2 separate regions of the Arabidopsis thaliana genome follow, and region 2 is linked to region 1. Evidence: chromatin contacts called from public capture Hi-C data. All regions are on one chromosome and are shown on one strand. The core of a region is the stretch at or near the end of the contact, and the rest is flanking DNA. Distances in the headings are between cores, read along the strand shown.

Region 1 (4,125 bases), core at 530-3,029:
TTGAAAATCATGATTGATTCGATCGTCACTGCAAATCGAGAAAAAGATACTAGATTTCAGCGGATCAAGAGTGAAATAACTGAGATGTTAAAAACACAAGTTCCACTTGTGGAATCCCAGGTTCTCTCCCTTCTACTCTACTAGTTTCTCTGATCTGATTTTCAAAAGTATTTCGTATCTGCTATGTTGCATAGATACTTTTGTTCTTGTCTTTATTGTTGGATTTAAACATCTTCTTTCGATGATGCACGAAACTCAGAGTTCTCTCTGATTATGATTGGCCTTGGATAAGCACTTATATCTCCCTTTTATTGAGACATTGATAAACATCTGATATTTTGAAATATTCCTTGCGCTGACATAAATTGTTTCACAGGAAACAAATCAAGAAGCTGGAACATCAGACGATTTTCAGGATGTTGGATCTCTTGGAAAGTCACCTGTGAAGAAGTTTGTCATGGATGTGGCGCTGGAGGAAAAATTGTGTGATCTATATGACGTGTTTGTTGAGGTAATTAATATTTTCCATAACCTTACATAAAAAGGTGTTCCAACTTGTTAGATGCAGAATTGTAAGTGTCAACATAGTTTTTGCTCTGTTTTTGGTAATACTAGGGAATGGATGAACATTCAGGTTCACAAATCAGAAAGCTTTATTCAGATGTAAGTTCCTCTCCAACCTTTATATTTTGCCATTCTTTGTCTATTTGCTTTCCAGATCCATTCAAAAACATTAGACTAGACCTTGCCTAATATTCAAGATTGTTTACCAAACCTTCCTGATTGATTTTCTTTTGGATTTATTCTTGCTCCAGCTAGCTCAACTGTGGCCCAATAGTTTAGTTGACAATCATGAGATCAGGCGTGCCATTTGCCGGGAAAAGGAAAGGCGGAGAGCATTGGAAGGAAACATTGGGAAGGAGATGGTATTTGAGAAATTCTTAACTTTTTTACGCCATAGCTGTTTGTTTGCTTCTAACGTGCTAACTTTTGGATGTGATAAATATCCATTTGTCATCGAATATTATCATGAACTCGCACATTTCGCTCATGTTTATCATTCCTCAACTTTTATTTTATTTTAGGATCAAACGAAGATAACAAAGAAGAAACAGACACAATTGGTCCCTAAATCTGAGGGTATTACTTATCCCGACAAGACTTCAGGTGTTGAAGTTAAAGCAAGTGTTGTCCTAACTGCAACCACCACGTCCTTAGTGGACTGTCAACCTGCAGCAGACTCGTCCTTTGAAAGGTCAAAGCAGCAACATGAGAAATTAAAGCGAACTTCGAGCTTAAGCAATCCTGCAGCAGAAGGAAAGAAAGTCAGAAGAAAGACAGAACCAGCTCTAGAAGAAACTCACCTGCCCGCAGAGAAACCCCTCGTTCTGGCCCTGAAGCGGCAGACACATCTAAAATCCAAGACACATAAACAGGTACAGGTACATCCACAGTCCAAGGCACATAAACAGGCACAGGTACATCCAAAGGCCAAGACACAGACTCCTCCAGACCTGAACCTGCCAAGTTAGGTACTACAGCTTAGATTTTTTTTCTCAAAGTCTGGCTCTAGCCTTGCCTTTGTTTTTCGTAGCTATAGTTTCGCTTCTAATTTTTGCGCCTAGTATTGATTTTCTAGTCGTTTCTTACGTAGAAGACGAAGTCCCTCTCCTCGTTACAAATTAAAGATGTTAAGAGAAGCTCCAATTCTTTCAATCTGTTTTTTTTGACGGAATAAACCAACACATGTAGCCTATTTCTAAATGGGTCTAAATTTGTCGGCGGCCCAATAAGGGGTCATAATAAAAGAATAAAAAGCCTTAAAAAGGAATTAGTATGTATCTGAAATCAAGCTCACTGGACTGGACGACCAAAAAAAAAGCGCACCGAAAATTCCCGCGTTCTCTTCTTACCAGTTACCACGCCGAATCACTGACCTCAAATCCAGAGCTTGACGAATCTCGTGCTATGCGAATGCTACTAGGTTCTAATATCCATCTTCTTCCGACGATTCTAGGGTTTCAATTTTCTCCGATAACCCCGTGAAGCTCTTACAAAGTCGAGAAGTGCGTGGTTAGGTTTTCCGGCGGCGATGAAGACGACGCAACTGTTCAAAGGGGCAAATGTTTTTATGTCTCGGAATCTGGTGCCTCCTGAAGTCTTCGACACACTTCTCGATGCTTTCAAGCTTAACGGTGCCGAAATCTTCCTCTGCTGCGACCCATCTCGGAGTGGTCCCTCTGATTTCCATGTCATCGCTTCTCCCGATCATGTGCGAAATGTTCTTTCTTATATATCCCTGCAATTGCTTATTTCGTTATATAATCTGCTCTTATTGCCATTTTTTTGGGGTTTTACAGGAGAAATTTAAGGATCTTAAAGCCAAGGGTTGTAACTTAATAGGTGAGATGAGATTTATTTTATATTTCTTGTCACTTAATAAATCAATTGATTCTGTGTTTGTGAATTTTCTTAATTGGATTTATGTTTATTGCGTGGCAGGTCCGCAATGTGCGCTCTTCTGTGCAAAAGAGGGTAGACCACTGCCACAAAGGGGATTCACTTGTTGCCTAGCCATGGATGGTCTAAAAGTTCTTGCTTCTGGTTTTCTGGTAGATGAGAAGGTACTTCTTTTGTCAGTGTAATAGATGTCGTTTTTAGTTTATTAGTATCCTTTATTCCCCTTGTACTGTAATCTCCATGGGAATGGTTGTGAGTCTATGTTCGTTCACCTATCGATTATGAGATTAACAGTGTGCATATGACATAGTATTGAATACTTGTGTCTCTTTGTTTCCCATTGCGCAACTAAACAATTTTAGAAATTTTGGTTTATGGTTCAATTTCTGTGTTAAAAGAAAAAAACTGACCTCTCTTTTGATTTAGTTGAAATGTGTTTTTAGAGTGTACGAAGCATGTAGATTAAAAAATGATTTCTGTTGAGGGAATTGTTTTTTCAGTTACTCTGAAGGACTAATCCCTCTTAATTGATTGATTGCAATTCTTTTGAAGGTCAAGATCAAGGAGTTGGTTACTTCCATGGGGGGCGTTTTACTTTCCAGAGCTTCTTCTGATGTGAACTTCGTCATTGTGAAAAATGTCTTGGCTGCCAAGTACAAGGTCTATTGTTCAAAGATTGCGATCAATATTCTTTTACCTTCTGAAGGTTCACATCTGTAGATTATATAACTAGCTTCTTATCAGTTTCACCTTTGCTTTAGTAACATATCAATACCGCTGTTTTCCATAATGCATCTCAGAAAATTATTCCAACTATGTTAGATAAACTAAAAGTGTTTATCAGTTCATTTAGCTTTACCCCAATTAGATGAATTTTTCTCTGTCGATGCCGGTAAATTAAAGTTAGATAGAATCATAGAAGTGGCTGTTGATCTTTTGCACGGTGCATGTGAGAAATTACATTTTCCCAGCAGTACATAGTGCCTACATTAAAAGAAGAGAGGCCTTTTCGCGTAAGTAAAGATGTAAAATGCCCCTAATGAAGGCCTCAAAATATAGGTTGTCGTCATCCCCCTATTGACGGGTTCTGCTTTGTTCATTTTTAGATGGTAGCTGGATGATGTATATAATACTTAGGCTAATGCAGGATTGCAGGTTTACTTCTCAGAGTGAAAAACACCGTTGTTTTCTGAAATTATTTTTAGTCAGCGTCGTGCCTCTACTGACTTATCATTACATATTATATCCTAGAGCAGAGTGAACTGATGAGGTTCATGAGGAAGCTGTTATGCCTATTTCATTGGGTCTGATAAATATATCTTATTTTAACTTGCAGTGGGCCCTGAATAAGAAGCCAATCGTTACTCTGAATTGGTTACATCGGTGTTGGAATGAGCACCGTGTGGTTCCTCAGGAACCATATAAGATTCCTCCTTTTTCTGGATTGACAATCTGTGTCACAAGAATTCCAGCAGGTTAGAAAACCGGTATATTCAACATATGCGAATTAGGTTCTTTGTTGACAGTTAATCAGTGATTTATTATCAGATGAACGCAAGGGAATGGAAAAGGTAATTTCAGAATATGGAGGGAGCTACTCTGCTGAGCTAACAAAGAGTTGTACACATTTGATCGCTGATATATCCTTTGAAACAAAATTTAAAA
Region 2 (4,125 bases), core at 441-2,940, 110 kb after region 1:
GTTATTTAGTTTTGAGTTAGGGTCTCTATTAAACTTGAGAATCTAGGTTATTGATCCGGGTGGAGTAACCTAAGAATGATATGTTGCATGTCCAATCTTGAGATTTGGTTCCACATGAAGGGATGAGAATTATTGTCTTGAAAGCATGTTAAATTTTTTACAAGATGATGCAAATAGTAATTAACATATCATGATCAAATCTTGTAAATTGAAAAAACTCAACCTTTTGAGGGGAAACAGCTACAATATATACTAATGATTATCTAGCTACTCGTCTAAGAATATAAATGTTTAGCATTTAGGTGACCAATATCAAACTCCGAGCTACTTGCCTTACGTTTTACCCTTGCAAGTAAGTCAAATTAAATTTCTATTCATTACTAATCACATTATGAAAAAGGGAAACCAAAACTTGCTGCCTACTTCATTCTTTTTCTTGAATCTTTCGATTTTTCTTAAAAATTATTATTTTGATAAATATTTCTTCCCTATCTTAGTGTTCACATAAAGTGTGACCGTAAGATGGGTTAGCTTTCTCGTGGTTTGACCAAGTCATTCAAAAACTCAATATACTCAATGCCTGAATGGTCGTGCAGCAACATATATGAAGTCTGCTGGCTACATATGTTAAAGTTGGTTTCGAGTATGTAATTTTATATATAATCTTTTAATTTGTTGAAATAATTTTAGATATTTTATACAAAATTACAACCTATACCTCAAACTATATATTATACTATATGCATTTTGCTTGTAGTCCTATGAATATGAGATTTGTCTTAGAGTCTTCAAAATTTTATATTTCATGACCGATCAACGTTCAATAAAGTCGCCGCTTCTTTAAAAGAAAAAATTTGGTTGCCAAACCTATTATTATTATAGCTTGAGATATAACTTATGATCCTACTTTTAATGCAGTTTCGAAATTATTCTTCTCCAAGACGAAAAGAATTGAGAAGGTTGGTCCATAATCTTTATAACTTCTAAGACTTTAACGTACAAATGATATATCGTCGTTGGTTTTTTGCATTTAACCAGAACCAGTTTCTTGTTTATTTATATTTTAATTAATTAATTACAAACCCCTGAACAGTAAATTAATATTGGATTTTAAAACGTTCAATTTCTGTAGAGCAATAATATTTCGAATTTGTAAGATACACGACAATCGATTTGAAAAATAGACAATAGTAGTGGGATGTCAACGTCATGAACATGTAAGGTCATCGGACGGCAGCGATCTCCCCCATATCCTCGGACGTATGTGGGACAAAATACCACCAAACAAAAAAAAAAAATTGTTGCTGCATTTCTTTAATAATTTGCGTTATCATAATAATTAATTAACAAAAAAATATCAAAATATTTCCGATAAAAACAAATCTTCAACAAAATATTTAACAAAAAAAAAAAAAATTGCGCATTTTAATGTAGTTTATGTAGTATTTCCTAGTCACACCATTATTTACCTGATATAAACAAAAAATAGTATAAAAACAGTAATATTATTTATCACCATGGTTTAGTGAATGTACATGAAAAATTTGTTACCATACCAATGAGTTTTGGAAAATTGAAAATTGACTCAGAAAACATGAAAATACAATTTTGTGATATTTGTTTTGATTCCTGAATGAATTTAATAAGCTCACAAAATTAAAATTGCGAAATTATTCTTAATAAATAAATATTTCTTACTAAATAAAAGGAAACCTACGGAAGAGCAAAACATAATTTTCATGGCATAAAGAGTGAGAGAGAGAGAGTCATAGACAGGAGACGTTTGAGATTGATGAACAGCGAATTCGAAACAAATCACATGGAAGAAGAGCTCTCTTTCGCTACCGTTACCTTCTCCACTTTTCTCCTTCATTAGGGTTTTCTCTCTTATTTAGCTGCGCAGCTCTCTCTCTTTCTTACGGATTCACTTCTTAAAACTCGTTAATTTCTTGTGGGTTTTTGTCTCTTTTGCGATCTGATTCCGAAAGTTGAGTGAGAGTGAGAGAATCATGGAGGAAGGAAGTATGTTCAGATCTCTATTAGCGATTCTTCAGTGGTGGGGTTTCAATGTTACCGTCATCATCATGAACAAATGGATCTTTCAGGTTTCTTCTTAACCCTAGAATTTTTAGGTTTTACTTAATTGTATTTAATACCCTTTTGATCTGATCTATTGATCTGATGTTGCTGATTTGGAATTTGGTTTCAGCTTTATAGATTGGTGATAAAGTTTTGATTTTTTTTTGTTGTTGTTGCAGAAACTGGATTTTAAGTTTCCACTATCGGTTTCATGTGTTCACTTCATATGTTCGTCGATTGGAGCTTACATCGTTATCAAAGTTCTCAAGCTTAAACCATTGATTGTTGTCGATCCTGAAGATCGATGGAGGAGGATTTTTCCAATGTCTTTCGTGTTTTGTATCAACATTGTCTTGGGAAATGTCAGTCTTCGTTACATTCCGGTTTCGTTTATGCAGACGATTAAGTCTTTCACTCCAGCTACTACAGGTTAGGGTTTTCAGATGGAAAGTTTCCTATTTGTGATATTTCTATTGTCTATTGTCTAATTGTTTCTTATGTATATGTTTGAGCAGTTGTGTTACAGTGGCTGGTATGGAGGAAATACTTTGACTGGCGTATTTGGGCGTCTCTCGTGCCTATTGTTGGTGGAATTCTTCTGACATCTGTGACTGAACTTAGTTTTAACATGTTTGGATTCTGTGCTGCCCTGTTTGGATGTTTAGCTACTTCCACAAAGACCATTCTAGCCGAATCTCTTCTTCATGGTTACAAATTTGACAGGTCAGTGCCCCTTCCTGGAGTCTCCTTATGAATGAATTTCTTGCTATGATATACTATTCAGTTCTTGGAACTTTCATTTCCATGATCATTGCTGAGTCATGAAAACTGCACTTAGTTTCTAATTACAATGATATTTGCTTGTTATGTCTTTTTTGGATTTGATATGCAATAACTTTGCTTCTATTGCATTAGATATGACATCTTAGTCCAAATTGAAAAAGCAGTCACTTTAATGTGATTTAGCCATAAAGTTGATTGATGTATAAAGATTCAATCACATCACCTTTTGAGAAGTAAACTATGAATATCCATCTGCGTAGAGGAAAATTTTGATTTTTCTGTTTTTCATTATTTAGCATAAACACCGTTTACTATATGGCGCCTTTTGCCACCATGATTCTCGGGATACCAGCGTTATTACTGGAAGGCAGTGGAATTTTGAGCTGGTTTGAAGCACACCCTGCTCCCTGGTCAGCCCTCATCATTATACTCAGTTCTGGTGTTCTAGCCTTCTGTCTCAACTTCTCCATCTTCTATGTCATTCACTCCACAACTGCAGTCACATTCAACGTGGCTGGAAACCTTAAGGTAACTAAGACAACCCTAAACCCGTTACTAAATTTTTCTTTCGGATTGCTCTGGATGGTCCAAACCAACAAAAGGATAAGCACTATTAATTCATTATACTGGCATTACTAAGTTCTTATCAATTTACCTATCTTACCATGGTAAAAGAAATAGAAAGCCTGTCAGCTAGAGTTTCTTCGCATCTACGTCTTAAGCGTACTTCATATTCCATTATACGTCTTATTCGTAGTGGTCAGGGCATGACTGTATCCATATAAGTTTGTTTTAAACAAGTTAATCACCACTAGAATATCAAATTTTCGAGGCACATTGCTATGGTTTTTGTCATCACCAACTTGTGATTTGTTTGTTGCCTTGGACACTCACTCTCATGTTTGTAATATGATTTGCAGGTTGCAGTGGCTGTAATGGTCTCATGGTTGATATTCCGTAACCCAATATCATATATGAATGCTGTTGGATGCGGAATTACGCTTGTGGGCTGCACGTTTTATGGATATGTGAGGCATATGCTTTCACAGCAAACACCGGGAACTCCTAGGACTCCTCGTACCCCAAGAAGCAAGATGGAATTACTTCCACTTGTTAATAATGATAAACTCGAAGGCAAAGTCTGATCTTCTTCATTCCGCAGCTCAGTTTAGTACTCACTGGTTCAGGGTGCTGCAGAAGAGAAGCATTGACACAAGGGGTGTTGAATTTTTACTAAATATGCATTTTACTCAAAAACCTTAG

The links. Capture Hi-C pulls out chosen DNA fragments and counts their contacts.
Region 2: a contact with region 1 is called in a capture Hi-C map of seedling, with 1.9 times the contacts expected there. A contact is called at or near these places in 1 of 26 Hi-C or Micro-C datasets (vegetative nucleus) and 1 of 3 other capture datasets (seedling).

What each region holds. Positions count from the first base shown.
Region 1 is chr1:29,054,648-29,058,772 of TAIR10.1, forward strand. It overlaps MEI1 (transcription coactivator), which reads left to right and starts at 1,780. Exons shown (of 17, transcript NM_106381.3): 1 at 1,780-2,272; 2 at 2,361-2,403; 3 at 2,503-2,624; 4 at 3,013-3,120; 5 at 3,797-3,935; 6 at 4,009-4,100. The coding sequence starts at 2,093. It overlaps AT1G77310 (wound-responsive family protein), which reads left to right. Exons shown (of 14, transcript NM_106380.7): 10 at 1-120; 11 at 377-511; 12 at 616-663; 13 at 816-926; 14 at 1,086-1,784. The coding sequence ends at 1,532.
Region 2 is chr1:29,163,480-29,167,604 of TAIR10.1, forward strand. AT1G77610 (EamA-like transporter family protein) reads left to right here and starts at 1,691. Exons shown (of 5, transcript NM_106409.4): 1 at 1,691-2,105; 2 at 2,259-2,508; 3 at 2,595-2,802; 4 at 3,159-3,390; 5 at 3,783-4,125. The coding sequence starts at 2,010. The coding sequence ends at 4,007.